Regions from separate parts of the Mus musculus genome. Here all the other regions are linked to region 1. Evidence: chromatin contacts called from public Hi-C data. All regions are on one chromosome and are shown on one strand. The core of a region is the stretch at or near the end of the contact, and the rest is flanking DNA. Distances in the headings are between cores, read along the strand shown. Region 1 has its middle 25 kb from the start of Gm32028. Region 2 overlaps Gucy2g (guanylate cyclase 2g). Region 3 overlaps Vti1a (vesicle transport through interaction with t-SNAREs 1A). Region 4 overlaps Vti1a (vesicle transport through interaction with t-SNAREs 1A).

What was found. A called contact is a pair of places that touch in the nucleus more often than the background predicts.
Region 2: a Hi-C map of the N1E-115 cell line shows a contact between it and region 1, with 4 times the contacts expected there. The contact joins two enhancer-like sites. A contact is called at or near these places in 1 of 15 datasets of contacts at CTCF or cohesin (embryonic stem cells), 3 of 484 Hi-C or Micro-C datasets (the N1E-115 cell line, embryonic stem cells and pro-B cells) and 1 of 9 other capture datasets (embryonic stem cells).
Region 3: a Hi-C map of the N1E-115 cell line shows a contact between it and region 1, with 9 times the contacts expected there. The contact joins two enhancer-like sites. A contact is called at or near these places in 1 of 39 promoter capture datasets (the C10 cell line), 3 of 15 datasets of contacts at CTCF or cohesin (the NIH/3T3 cell line, large pre-B cells and pro-B cells), 77 of 484 Hi-C or Micro-C datasets (the 3T3-L1 cell line, the AML12 cell line, B cells and 47 more), 4 of 115 datasets of contacts at active chromatin or transcription factors (astrocytes, bone marrow-derived dendritic cells, embryonic basal ganglia and 1 more) and 1 of 9 other capture datasets (embryonic stem cells).
Region 4: a Hi-C map of the N1E-115 cell line shows a contact between it and region 1, with 4 times the contacts expected there. The contact joins two enhancer-like sites. A contact is called at or near these places in 1 of 39 promoter capture datasets (the C10 cell line), 3 of 15 datasets of contacts at CTCF or cohesin (large pre-B cells, pro-B cells and stem cell-derived epiblast-like cells), 46 of 484 Hi-C or Micro-C datasets (the AML12 cell line, the AtT-20 cell line, B cells and 28 more), 2 of 115 datasets of contacts at active chromatin or transcription factors (embryonic basal ganglia and embryonic stem cells) and 1 of 9 other capture datasets (embryonic stem cells).

Annotation. Positions count from the first base shown.
Region 1 is chr19:56,200,704-56,204,294 of GRCm38.p6, forward strand. No RefSeq gene overlaps it. Among named protein-coding and RNA genes, the nearest start is that of Gm32028, 25 kb to the left of the region's middle. Within about 2 kb of position 1,953, at least 28 of the 459 cell types and tissues checked have an H3K27ac peak or open chromatin away from gene starts, as enhancers often do. A contact at or near this core is called in the N1E-115 cell line, where this site is marked.
Region 2 is chr19:55,205,281-55,208,871 of GRCm38.p6, forward strand. It overlaps Gucy2g (guanylate cyclase 2g), which reads right to left. Exons shown (of 21, transcript NM_001081076.3): 16 at 2,583-2,723; 17 at 872-1,064. Among named protein-coding and RNA genes, the nearest start is that of Mir6715, 14 kb to the left of the region's middle. Within about 2 kb of position 1,686, at least 8 of the 459 cell types and tissues checked have an H3K27ac peak or open chromatin away from gene starts, as enhancers often do. A contact at or near this core is called in the N1E-115 cell line, where this site is marked.
Region 3 is chr19:55,339,540-55,343,130 of GRCm38.p6, forward strand. All of the region lies in intron 3 of Vti1a (vesicle transport through interaction with t-SNAREs 1A), which reads left to right. Among named protein-coding and RNA genes, the nearest start is that of Vti1a, 25 kb to the left of the region's middle. Within about 2 kb of position 2,027, at least 16 of the 459 cell types and tissues checked have an H3K27ac peak or open chromatin away from gene starts, as enhancers often do. A contact at or near this core is called in the N1E-115 cell line, where this site is marked.
Region 4 is chr19:55,416,609-55,420,199 of GRCm38.p6, forward strand. The region is part of intron 5 of Vti1a (vesicle transport through interaction with t-SNAREs 1A); the gene reads left to right. Among named protein-coding and RNA genes, the nearest start is that of Vti1a, 100 kb to the left of the region's middle. Within about 2 kb of position 2,018, at least 14 of the 459 cell types and tissues checked have an H3K27ac peak or open chromatin away from gene starts, as enhancers often do. A contact at or near this core is called in the N1E-115 cell line, where this site is marked.

The sequences.
Region 1 (3,591 bases), core at 703-3,202:
TTCTTGGCCAGTGTCCCTGTCCAATTGATTAGACAAACCTTCCTTCAGTGATCTAGAGCTGGCCGCTGGTCAGACCACGAATGCTCAGAGAGAGAAGTGAGGACTCACAGCCACTTCAACGACAGAGACAAGTTCTTTAGGCAGAAGGAAAAAGGAAGGGGTTGTCTGGTGAAAGTTGGTATTCAGAACCAAATACACGCTCTGAAGACCACCCTGAGACCCTAGTTACGACATCAAAAGCAGGTTTCAATCTTTATATTTAGCTCTAACAATGGGTATCTAAATCGAATTGTAATGATGCACACCAGGTATGGAGATAAACATTATTTGCATACTTTATTATTTATTTATTTATTTATTTATTTATTTATTTATTTATTTATTTATTTATTCATTCATCTATTTATTTAATCTTCATAACAACAGTCCCTCGGTGATATCATCGATGGGTAACTTGAGATTTAAGCGATAAAGGTTGCAGAAGCAGTTATGTAAACAGCGCCCTCTGGTGTTGGGAGGCTGCATAGCTGTACCTGAAACAGCTCTCATCTAGCCTATGATAAATTCACATAACCTATTTGCTCTTTAATTGCTTCCAATAACACACACAACATCTCAGAAAACAGACGCAGAGGCTCAGCTAGAAGGTGATGGAGGCTTCTAGAGTCCCAGTCATCACCCTACAAGACCCTTCGCAACAAAGTTTCATGAACTTGGCCTCCAGCGGCACATCCGAGATGCAGATTCCATGATGGAAGAGCTTTACTCTGTTTCCCTGGAGACTCTGGCTCAAAAGTTGCCAAATGAATGTTGATTTACAAGCGAGTAAGTGAGTAAGCTGTCCAGGATACACACCAAGAAGGGTTGCCTTGACAAAACTGCCTGTTAGGCTGTTAGATCCTGGTGTTGGAGGTTGGAAGAGCAGGGCTTCTGGCCTTGATGCCAGACAGTTGATGGAGCCCTCAGTGCCCAGACTGAGGCTCAAAGGCTGTGCTTCCTAATGCACCCCAGAGTTCCTTAGCTTTGTACAACAGCTGGCCAAAAGGCAGTTTCTTTAAAAAACTAAGTCAATCCAATGTAGGGTCCACATGGCCACTGAGTTGATGTTGTTGAGAGAGCTGGACTGTGGATATCCAGCCCTTCAAGCAGATGTTCTGGTTGGACCTCTTAATACTTCTTAATGCAGGGAAGACAGGTCAGGCCAAGGCAGCCCTGTGCCCTGCAGGCTGGCCCCCTGAGCACTGAGAAGATTCAGAAATGCTGCCATCTTGTGGCACCTCCAGGCCAGAGCAAGGTGGTCCCCAGCTCCATCCTTTAGCAAATCAAGCCCAGGTCTCTCTCTCTCTCTCTCTCTCTCTCTCTCTCTCTCTCTCTCTCTCTCTCTCTCTCTCTCTCTGTTCCTCTCCCATCTTTCCCCAGCTGGACATCAGCAGAGGAAAATTTGTGTGAACACAGTTTTGAATCTTTTACATTTATTTCCTGAAAAGAACACAAGAAAACCCTCTTTTAATTCTTAGGACTCTTCTGACAGCATGCTCTGTCAAAGTCTGCCAAGGAGAGGCTCTCACATCTAGGGCAACATCTTGGACCCAGCTCAGGAAAAAAGCAACAGAACCCAAACATGCCTACAGATCAGCCTGTCCTGATGAGGACTTGAGGCTCTAAGAATTCCAGATTGGACATGAGAATTCCTCTCAGCCTCTGAAAGCTTTGATCACAAACTGGATAATACCACACTAAAATATTGATCTGAAATGATTGTACCTGTTGGTTAGGGAGTCCAGATTGTGGTCCCTTGGGTTTCTAGATGGAGCTGGCACTTGATATGCCCAAGGAGACTGCATTGTGACAACATAACATTCGGATGCTTGTTCATCCTCAGCCTCTGGGTGTCTGCAGCATTCTAAATAAACAAAGTCCAGACAGGCGATCTGTCAGTGTGACTCAGGGCTGCAGGGTTGCACACTCGCAATCACAGAGCCATGAATGAGCAGGTCTGCCCACCCACTCCTGCTCTGCCCGCCCATGGAGGCTGCCTTGGGTAAAACCATCAAGGTGTGGAAATTGAACTTGGTACACACAGTCTCAACCCCCACCCCCACTCCCCAGCTCTCCTAGAAGTTATAGATCCACAGGGACCAGGTCTCTAAAGGAAGGGGTTGGGAAACAGGATGATAAATTATGACAGAAACAGAAAACTGGAAAGCCGGACGTGATTGTGTCATCTGTAATCCCAGCATGAATGCTGCTGAAGCAAGAGGACTGGCGCCAGTCCGAGGCCAGCCTGGGCTACAGACTGAGACTGCTTCCAAAAGAGAATGGGAAATGCTGTGAATATTACTGGAGGGAAAGAATAGGAAGGAGGGAGAAAAAGAAAAGGAAAAAGAAACCCAGATTGGACCCTGTGAGGGCCTTCTGCGCACTGAACTGAAAATATGAGCATTTGAGCTTAGGGGCAAGGGACAATTCATCCAAACGCTTGCTAGTCTACCCAGCGAAATAATCAGATTGAACCTGACAACCACAGTTATGTAACACAAAAGAGAGCCTGGGACTAAGAAAAATGGGGTATCAAACTGCTTACTTAGTTTCCCCCGGGGGTCAACAGCAGGGTCCAAGAACTCTACTTCTTTAGGCATGAAGCAGATGCTAGATACAAAAATTAGAGACCTCTCCTGAAACATTGCCCCAGGCCTGCTGGGCCCATAGCTCAAAAAGGGAGAAACTCAAAAGGGTGCCCGGTCCCGAGTGTCAGAGCGGGGTCCACAGCGCACATGTAGCTGGTCCGGGGCTTCCTGTGGTTAGCTCTGGAGTTTATATAGGCTGTCTGTTTCTCCCATCCCCATATCCCCAGGAAGAACACTACATCTTCCAGGAAAGCCGGCTGTGGGTTACGGAACATCCTTCCGGAAGATAGAATGAAGCAGCTAGTACTAGAGGACAGGAGTAAAGAGAATGAACACCCTCCTCCAGACACAGCTCCTCCCACTCCGGTTGTGGTTAGATTGACCAATGACTTTGCGCAGAAATGACCCATGTGCCTTTCACATCTGAAGCTAGACATCCGAAATTCTTTCCTCGGCTGTTTGAAATTCGGACTATTTGATATGATGGTAGCTCCATCAGTCTACTTGGCTCCATGATTCCCGCTACCAATATGGGATGGACTTGGAGTATGTCCACAAATAAAAACCGAGAAAAAGCGTTATGTTTCTTAGGGTGTGTTCCCGCACTGGGAAGCTGTTGTTTCGTTAGCACGACTTAGTCTGTCTTGGCTGGTACAATGGACTTGGTTCAGATAAGTAATTCTGGTACGAGTTTGAAACAGTCACTTCCTGTCTCTGGACTTCATTTGGCTATGTGCTTCAGGAGGGCGGGATTTGCTAAGAGTCAGTATTCACAGCAGAAGGAGGAAGAGTAGAACTAGTTATTTGTGAGTCACGCTCACAGAAACGCTCATAGCCAGGTCCAAAGACACTTTCCTGCTCCTTCAGCAACGGAAGGAAGGAGGCCGAGGATGCAGGGTCTCTAAACTGCATCTATGGGAAGCTTGGCCCCTCCCTATCCCCGAGTGCCTGTTAGTCCCCTGAA
Region 2 (3,591 bases), core at 436-2,935, 1.0 Mb before region 1:
CCATGTCTATATGGCCCCTTTGTGTAACACTGTACAGGCCATATCTGCTATCTCCCACTTAGCCTGGATCATACCAACAAAAATGAGATCCACAAATCTAAAGGTAGCAGCTTTGAGCTTCCCAGGATCTGAAAGACATACACTCAGTACTGGCCACTGCCTCCTTTCAAACATCTTTTCTGCGAGATTAAAATAATGGGCTGGGCGTGGTGGCGAACGCCTTTAATCCCAGCATTTGGGAGGCAGAGGCAGGTGGATTTCTAAATTCGAGGCCAGCCTGGTCTACAGAGTGAGTTCCAGGACAGCCAGGGCTACACAGAGAAACCCTGTCTCGAAAAAAACCAGAGAGAGAGAGAGAGAGAGAGAGAGAGAGAGAGAGAGAGATTAAAATAATGGGCAAAGAACGGATATTCATAGCAATGCAGTGCGAGTGTGGAGGACAGAGGAAACCTCAGTTGTCATTCCTTAGCCACTGTGCACCTTGGTGTTTGAGGCAGACTCTCTCACTGGCCTGTGAATGAAGATGCTTGGCCGTCAGATCCCAGCACTCTGCCTCACTCTGCCTCCGTGGGGCTGAGAATTTAGCACCACGAAGCCCTGCTTATTCCTACATGGATTCTGATGATCAAATTCAAGTCTTTCAGTTTGCGAGGCAATCACTTTACTGACTGAGTCATCTGCAGCCGCCACCCAGTGACTCCGGACAAGCGTGCACATTTGTGGCTAATCAAGACCCTTCCGGAGAAGATGGACAGAAATCAAGCATCGGGGTTCTGCCATGGATTGAGACGAGCTGAGAGGTGGTCTGTCCTCAGCCTGGAGACAGCAGATGGGGAGTCTGTGCATCACAGCCCAGGGCACCTCGGCTCACCTTGTATACATCATGGCTCTGTATCGTGTGGTCAAACAAGCTGTACAGGTCGTTGAGGAGCTTCACCACTTGCAGGGGGGAGCTGAGGGAACACAGCTTTGTGAACCCCACGATGTCAGAGAAGAAGATGGTGACAGACTCAAAGTGTTCCGGTTCTACAGACTTTCCGGCTATTAGCTGTTCTCCCACGAAGCTGAAATCAGAGAAAGGGTAGATGGGTCTTAACAAACTCATGCTTGTTTCCGCTTCCAAGGCTCTTGGCAGAGCCGACCCTCTGCAGCCCCTTCGGCTTTGGTGAGCTAGGTTTTTACTTATTAAATTTGCCATATAGAGGGACTTAATGACACGCATTTATTCACTTGGTGTTTTCTCTACAGAGATTTTTAAGTGGTGGCTGTAATCCGCAGGAAAGGGTGGAAATCGGGGACAGGTCACAGCCCATAGGTTGAGAACTACTGCTCTAGAAAGGTATGGGCCATTAATCTCAGCACTCAGGAGACAGAGGCAGGTGGATCTCTGTGAGTTCAAAGACAAACTTGTCAACACAGTCAGCTCCAGGGCAGCCATGGTTACATATTGAGACCCTATCTCAAAATAAAGAAAATAAATAAATATTCCCCTCTTCCACTCTTCTGGTGACATGCAAATGCACAAACATTTCAAAAGTAAATGCTTCCATCTGGAGGTCAGAGGATGCATAGGTGGAAAGAGAAACAACGTTGAAGCTTTTTTTTTTTTTTTTTTTAGTTGATGCCACAGGCACATTCTGAGCTAGACAAAGGAGACATGAAGCTAGCCTGCCATCTAGTGGCTATATCCTGTTACTGCATTCACCACTTTCCACATAAACCACACTTGAATTTTCTGTGGTTTGTTTGCCTGTGTTTTCATTAATAAGGTGAATCGACTTGCCAACTTTTGCACATACATACGTACATACACACATACATACATATACATACATACGTACGCATATGCATATATATGTATGTATATATATATATATATATATATATATATATATCCCTTCCTCAGTCCCTCCCTCCATCTCTCTCCCCCTCCCCCCCCCCTTCTCTCCCTGCTTGGCCCCCTTTTACAAAGCTTGATATCCTCTTAGAAAAAGAACAATGGAAATATGTTGCGTTAATTTTTTTTATATAAACCCATTGCACATTATCGCGGGTTACAATGTGCATTGCTATTGATATGCGGGTGAGGGCAGGCAAAGATAAGGCTAGAAGCCTCTGATTGGGCAGTGGGAAAAGAAGGCGGGCTGAGAGTTTTAGAGATGAGACAGAGAGGGACAGAAGAACAGAGAAGATCACAGGTAGCTATGAATGTCATAGGAAAGATGGATTAATATACAGGACAATTTGTCCAGTCTAGGTTGGCTCTCAGTTCATTGTGTGGGCATTTCGTGGGTTGAGAATTTACTGATATAAATCTGACTGATAAATTACAAGCCTCTAGAGTTTTACTGGGTTACAGGGATTTATGACAGCTAGCCACAGTGGTTGGATGACAGAAAACTGTGCAAACTGCGGGAATGAACCGCGGGAATGGAGCCGGAGAGTAGCAGGCGATAGCAAGGATTGCTTATTTTTTAATTATTACACACAACAGAAATATTTTTCCTGCTCAGAGACACTAAGACAGGGCAGCTTATCATCCTCGGGTTGTTTTTGGCCTGCCCAACACTGCTCCTAAATACCTTGGCAACATGGTAGACAGGAGTTTCTCCACCTTTCTTTTCTCTGCCACCAACTCGCGGGTCCGCTCCTCTACCACTTCCTCCAGGTGATTGGCGTACGTTTCCAGCTTCCCCATCATGCTATCCAGGATGCTCACGTGGCTTTAAAAGAACGCACGTGTTAGCGTGCTCTCCCAGGAACCATCGGACCACAGTGAACACACAACTCCTAAATACCTATCCCACAGAGACATTTCTTGCCTTAGTTAGGGTGTGCTACTGAGGACTGCCCGTGGCAGTAGCGAGTCCCCGGCCCTGAGCTGAAGCGGCGCCCTTGGTTCCTCTGGGCCTCAGTTTACTCCTCTGAAAAATGTACCTTGTGTGCGGTTTTCTTAGGATTTCTGGGCGCGAACGTGTATAAACTGCCTAGGGGTGAGTCTGGCGGCCAGCAGACATTCAACAGTGGACTTGGATGACTCGTCTTCACTTCCCAGCATGCTCCTTGCCATGGTCACAACGAAGCCAAAAGGTACAGACTGCAAACTGGGACATTTCTCAGACTGCCCAGCATGGATCTGCGGGACTGCATTCCAGAAATGCCCCCCATGAAGTTGCTTATGCTGCTCACCTTTTAGATGAGAAGACTAAGACTCAGGTAGGAAATACGTTTGTCTTAATGTTGGGATCATATTGTCTGAGTAAAAAGTCAAGGACATATCTACCAATCCAAGATACATTATGTTAGTTGGCAAAGTATACATATATTGAAACATTATATTTTTATACCATTAGTACCGATATTTCATGTACATTAAGATAATATAAAAATCAGCAATTAAAAAACTATTGTGACCTGGAGAAGAACACAGGCTTGTTATGTTAACCATGCCAAGTTAACAATTTTCTTTTAATTTCTTAAAAGATTTATTTATTTATTTATTTATTTTATGTTTATGAGTACACTGTAGCTCTCTTCGGACATACCAGAAGAGGGCATCAGATGCCATTAGATGGTTGTGAGCCACCGCTT
Region 3 (3,591 bases), core at 777-3,276, 860 kb before region 1:
CGTCCAGACTGAGCCTTGAGAAGGGGTTTGAGAGATGAACATAGTCAGCTGAATGACCAGGATAAACTGCAGGACAGGTTGGAAGGTTAGCAGGGCCCACTGGGGCAATGAGAGTTTGGAGCTGGTTAAAATATTCTGGGCACAAAATACAAAGTTGGTCTCCTGCCTTTGTTGCATGTTGGGATCTGGGTATCTTTAAACATCCCTGACACCAGATGGTCTTCTGCGCACACACGTGTGACTGTATTGGTGTAGGTGTGATTTGTACATTGTTGTGATGGCTTTTTTAGGGCAGCTCCTCAAGTGATTCTCTATACTTGTGAATTTGGAACCGAGTAGCTGATGTAGGAAGCTAAGACAGAGAGCTAGGCAAAGCCCCAGCCCCGTTTGGATTAGAAGCTTGTGCTGGGTCACTTGGTAGCTTTGCACCTAAAACAGGGAAGTTCTTTTTTCTGTGTGAATTTGAGTTTAATTTTAATTTCTTTTTGCTTTTAAAACCCTAAAATGATTTTAAATAAAAATTTTAATTACAAAAAAACCCTGTTATCTTATAATTACATTGTATGAAATTTCCTTAAAATTAATTTCCTTATGGTATATTTAGGTTTTATGATAATCTTTAGTTGGAGGAAACAAAGAAGATATGCATATATAATTTTTCTCTCTAGGTGGCAAAGTGAATATTTTAAATTCTCAGTTGAGCTTTGGATAAAACAAAGGCAAGCTGTGAGTTCTTAGCTAGTACTGACTGTGGCTTTGACCTGGAACCCAGAGTCAGTGCACTATAGTGTCTTCATGTGAACACTGCATTTTAAAAGCTGCTATTTCAAATGCATCGGGCCAGGCTTACATTTTCTTAAAGGAAACACAGGACTCTCTGTATATGTACATATGCTTGTGCTATTTCTGGATTCAGGACAAATAATGTATACTATACACAGGTGCATGCATGAGAACACATACAGTGCACACACTTTTTTTCTACTCTGTGAAGTCTTGAAAGATGGATTGTAACTTAATTTTGTAAAAGAATTGTAAAGAAATTGCTAGTAATCTCTAATCAGAGAAACAGAAGTACGGATGTGATGGATAAATGGGATTCCGTTATGGCCAACATCTTCATTGATCTTAACAGAATTGCTCTTTGCCTCCTGTGTCTGTTTTCTCTTGGCAGAAAGCCGAGTGAATTTGGAATAGAAAGAAAGGGAAAATCCACTTGGTTCCAAATGATGATGCTGTGCACCGGCGTGGGGAACGTTACCTACAAGCCAGCAGCAGAATTGCTGGATGCTTGCTTGCTTCTTCTTTAGGGAACAACTGAAAGTCCTCTGTGTAGCCAGGTCAGAACATCTTTAACTTTACACTACCCAGAGCTTAGGATAGCAATTTAAATCATCAGATTCTCAATCTTTTCAACACTGTAGCCCTTCAATACAGTTCTCCATGCAGTGGTTTTCGATGATATTTCATATCTGTAATTACTGTATTGAATCGTCATGTAAATATCTGTGTTTTCCATTGGTCTTAGGAGACCCCTGTGAAAGGGTCCCCAAATGTGTCTTACCACGAAAGTTGAGAAATCATTGACAGAGTAGTTAAAATTTTAAACTGAAAAATTTTAAACTATTTCTGAGTAGAATTTAGTCCACAATACTCAGGTTGGAAAGAAATAGTATCATGTGTCTTAAACAAATGCTGTTTTTAGTTTGATAACACATTAATAATTTTCCTAATTTGGAAACATACTATATTCATTTAAGTGTTTTCCTTACTTTGTTGTCATAGAGATATTTTCTAGAAAGTCTTATCATTTCCAAGAATTCTTTATCTTTAAACTGACCGCTTTTGAGTTGTTTGTTATACCCTGAGGTAGATCCTACAGAAGTATGTAGAAAGTCAGAAAGACACACTTGGGGGTGTGGGGATCATTGCTAGTATATTTCCTACCTGAAAGGGTTTCCTGTCTTCTGGCAGTGTTCAGAAACTGTCAGAAAGCAAAGCCGGGCTTTCTGACTGAAGTGAAGTGGGAAGTGGCCATAGATGGCAGTGTGGCTCACACTGATGTTAAAATACACCGTGGTGTGGCATTTTCATAGAGAAATTTCCAAGACCAAATCCATCCAAGGATATTCTCTTTGCATTAAAAGTTGACTTTTCTCCCTGAGCAGTTTATAAATATAGCATAGTCAGAAGTGTGCCCTGCATCTCAGAGCATCTTCCTGAGCACAAGGCTGCTAGAAGCTGGCTGCCTGGTGCTCTGGATGGGGTCTTTGGAAACTGGATTTGCTTTTCACACTGTCTCTGCAAAACCTCTTTCCATAGGTAACATCTCAAATTCTGAACTAAAGTGTAGCGTCCTTCTGCATCCTCCTTACCCAGCCAGCAAATCAAGACATTTTGTCTTTTCCAGTTCTGTCATGAATGGGGCCCGGCAACTGTTACAGGCAAGTGGCAAGAGGTGCCAATCATAGGTGGGAGAATTGAGGAACACAGTAGGACTCTGTGCAGGGGCCTTAGAGAAGAGGATAGCGTTCATAGAGTGAGCATGCCATAACCCCAGCCTGGGGTGCCGGTGTGTCGGTGTATGTTTGGCAGCCTGCCTGCTCTTGCTCTAGCTCATGTTTCCTGGGCCTCATGGGATCCATGCAGCTTTAAGAATTTTCTCCAAGTATGGATGGGTGTTGTCATTAGGTACAAATTTGCCTAAAGAATTTTATCAGTTCTCAAAAAAAAAAAAAAAGGTATAAAGACTCAGTCTCCCTCAGCACCACTGTCACGTGCAGATGGACAGTCAGACCTACCTGGTGGGGAAGGCTAGCTCAGCTGTTGGCTTGTACTCTGTCCTGTAAACTGGATATTGAATGCATTCCTGCCTGGGTGCCTAATGCTTTGGTAGGTCTAGGATGGTTCTCTTTCAGGGCAGAAAGAGGCATGATCGATTGATCTCTCTCTCTCTCTCTCTCTCTCTCTCTCTCACCTGTAGTAATAGACATTCTCTTGAGTTTAGCTCCTCAACCTCAGGCCTGTTGAGACTTTGAGTCGACCGTTCTTTCTGGAGGGCGGTGCTGTGCTGTGCCGTGTGCAGTGTTTACCAATACCCAAGTCTCTGCCAGCAGGCAACCTTTGCCTGCAGTTGTGACCAGCAGAAGAAGGACCGTGGATATTCCGGATGTTTCTTAGTGGGCTTTAAAGTATGAAGTCCTCCCTCTCTGTAGCATCTATCTATGACTCTCTTAGAGCCAGGCTATAGAGTTGAAAGATAACCCTTAACCAGCCTGTGTTTATTTCATACAAGCCGTGAGCCACGAGAGGCAGTGTGACACTGTGGACGGACACTGGCGTTCTGGCTGTGAATCAGCTGAGTGCTGCTGGGCACTTCACTGTCCCTCTGTGTCTTCAGCTCAGATGCAGGGCCAATCTCCATGCTCTGTAAGGGCAGCGAGCTCCATGCCTAACAGTGCCGACAGTGGAGTGCTTGGTCTTTCAAGGTTGCTGGTAGTTTTCCTGTAGCTTTGGCACTGCTCTGCATTCGTTTAGATAATTAGTATGCTTTGGAACCTTTGGCTCAACTTAATCTATTAATCTCATATT
Region 4 (3,591 bases), core at 768-3,267, 780 kb before region 1:
GAGACCCACTCAAGATATACAACCCAGAGGATTAACTAGATAGTTTCTAGATAGATCAACTGTTGTTTGTTGCCTTCTGTGGTGAAGTCATACACCTCATAAGACCTTCGTAATTAGAGTGTTTCTGCTGCTGTCCCCATTTGACAAATGAAAACACCAAGGTGTGGAGGTCAAGTTTCCAATCTTAAAGAGGGGACATCTGAAGTCAGATGTCTTCCAGCTTGCTTGCTTTCTTCTTCTTCTTCTTCTTCTTCTTCTTCTTCTTCTTCTTCTTCTTCTTCTTCTTCTTCTTCTTCTTCTTCTAACATTTATTTATTTATTTATTTATTTATTTATTTAGATTTATTTATTTTGTGTATGAGTACACTGTAGCTATTTTCAGACAGACCAGAAGAGGGCATCAGGTCGCATTATAGATGGTTGTGAACCACCATGTAGTTGCTGGGAATTGAGCTCAGGACCTTTGGAAGAGTAGTCAGTGCTCTTAAACACTGAGCCCCCTCTTCCATTTTTCATTGTCACATGCCAGATTGTTTAATTATCCCAATTGACATCTACTCCTGAAAGCAGAGTTGAAAGTTAAGTTGTACTTCTTTTTAGAAGATTGAGCTATGTTCTTTCCTCTCCAAAGAGTGAGCTGGAAAATGGTGTGGTCATCTGTACCACTGCTGCCAGATCTCTGTGCATTTTAGAATAAGGCTCCCAAACAAAATGGGTGTCTAGGGCACAGCTGGGAAGGTAGGATGGCGTTACTGAAAGCATGCCTCTGAGAGAAGGTGAGAACCTGTCTATGCAGGTTTACTGAAAGCTTCGCTTCTGTGTCCCAACTCAAGTGGACCAGATTGGGCTCTCTGGCCAGGTGGCCTGAGTCTTGTCCTCTCCGAGCAGTGGCTTTGAATAAAGGGGCTTTTACTTTTACATAGGAACTGGTAGGACCTGGAAGAACCCATGTTCTAAAGAGCCCCTGCCTGTCTGCAAAGTCGATTTATTTGTAGAGAATATCTTCTCTGTGGGGTGTGTAGTCAGGCTGCTCTGCTCATGTCACGGACATCCAGCATAGGGGGGCATTTCTGTACACACCCACAGCATGGTATCCCACACACTCACTTGGACTATTTGCTTAAATTTGTAGGTCCTTTTTCAAATGTAAACTGAAATGCTGCTCTAAAGAGCCTCATATTCAAATATATCACTACCCTTTGTGAAAAATGAAACCAGAGCATATACTGTTTGGGTACAGGAAAGATTGTTTAGAAACCAATGGCTGCCTAGAGGTTGCATATTTAAGGTAACAGTCAATCTTTATTTTTCCCTATAGCAAACACAAAACAAAAACCAAAGCAAGACCTCCTATGTAAAAATTAAGGAAGGAGACTTCCTTCTGGCATCCCAGTAGGAAAAGGATGCTAAGGACTGAGCCGTGCATGGCCTGTCCTGCTGGGCGGATCTGATTTCCAGCTGGGTCAATTAGTATAAGATGCAGTCCACTGCTCAATGGATATTGGACCATATTTTGATACAAGACAATTTTTAAAGTTGCTCCTTTAATGAAGGAAAGCAAAGTATTGAAATAAAATGTTTAAATGTCAAAGGAAACTATCGTTCATGTATTAGTTCGTTCCTCTGGAGATACTAAGACAACAGTTGAATATTATGTGGTTAGCGGGATACGTGTTTTGGGTGCTAGGCTAGAACCAGTGGTGTTGAACATGGCAGGCACACACACACTTCAATACTGAGGGACACGGTCAACATTTTTGATCCATTTTCTGTGTCAATAAAGAAATGTATTTCAAATAAAGAACCATCTATTTCAGAATTTTTACACATTCATCCTAAAAGAACTCTAGTAAAAATGAAAATGAAAGAATTTTAATAGACATACAACATTTACTAAGTTGTTCCTGTGCATCCAATACCGTGTCGTAAGAATTTACACTGTTGGAGCTGGGGAGACAGTGCAGCAGGTAATGGAAGCTGAGAGACCAAGTGGCTTCTTTAGAATCTCATAATGGGCTTCACAGTCCCCTGATCTGTTTTGTTTGTCCCAAGCTCTGTGTAAATATCCCCCCCATCCGGCTTATCCCATCCAAATTTAAAGGAAAAACTAGGAGTGTTCCATGGATCCAGTGTCTGTCATAAGGGAACTTATTTATCTATAACATAGAACACCAGTCTTGGACAAATATCTTAGGGTCCCTTAAAAGTACCCATAACAAAACCCTACATGTTAAGGTAGTTGTTCCCAGGAAGCAGTTTATTAGGTCATCAATTACCTGGCCCTGTGTGACTAGAGGAAAGCCTCTGTCTCTCCTTGGCATTGCTGAATTCAAGGAAGACAATGCCAGCATTGTTGTGCTAGATAGGCTCCGCATGGAAGGTGTGGGTGGGGCTGGGCACTGTTGAAGGCATCCCACACTTAAATCCTCAGAAGCAGTTTGTTTTTGCAGTCTGCACTTGTTTGCTTATTTTATCTCTTTATCTTGAACGGAAAAACTCGAGGAGACTTGACATCATAAGAAGAGAATTGTCATTAAAGAAAGAGCCATCGTACTAATTGTAAACAGCCCAGGGAGTCCATTTGTAAAAGGAGCTTTAAGTCAATTAAATAAATAAATAAATAAATAGGAAATGGTCTCCACTGTTTAATGGGGCAATGACATGTATTTTAACCGGATTGCTGTGAAATGAAAACATTCCATTTCACCATGACATGAGACCAGTGAGGTGCTTTCCACACCAGTCATGCTTCTGGTTCATCCAGGGACGGAGTGCAGTCACACCAGTGGTGGAGTGCGCGGTGGGAATGGTCCTGGGCCTGAGGGAGCATGCCCTTAGCCCAAAGCATAAGGACTGGTGTTTTATACAGTCCCGCTAGCCAAAAAGCTATGATTGGAAGCCACGCTCAGCACAAAGCTCATTGCCTCCAGAGCAAGCGAGTCATGCCATGCCATGCAGTTTTCCCTGTGACACACAGTAGGCTCCTTGCCTTCCTCTGCTTTCGTGGTCAGTTCCCTACACCCAGTGACCCTGCAGGATTCTGGATGTACTACAGTGTAAGTTAACTGGGAAAATACCAAACAGTGGCCTCTGACTAGCTTCATTATTAGACATCAGAGAACAATGACATTTGCATGTGGAGTAAAGACTTGCATCCTGAACTCCCCACCCCCAAGGAAAGGAGACTTACAGATCTGCTAGAATTCTTAACTTGGGTGCAGCTAGTAGAGGGCAAACATAAAGCCAAGAAATGCAGAGTGTATGTCTCACTCTGCTGTCCATGTGGCTTTTTCCGGTTTTCTTGGAAGATTCTCCATATTTTCTATCAAAGCTCAAAAATAAAATTGGATGTTAGATGAGATACATCTAAAAATCTACTTGTTAAAAGGCCATTTAGCCCAATGGATCACTCATACTACATAATATCAACCAGAGATCTTTACTCCAGGAATCTATATTTCCTCTACCCTCTGTATCTTTTTCTTTCCCTAATTTGAGATGGATTTCTATCACTTGGAAATGAGCTGGAGAGCACACGTGACATGCACACCTGCTGCCTGTCACTCAGCACACAATGATCTCGAGTTTTAG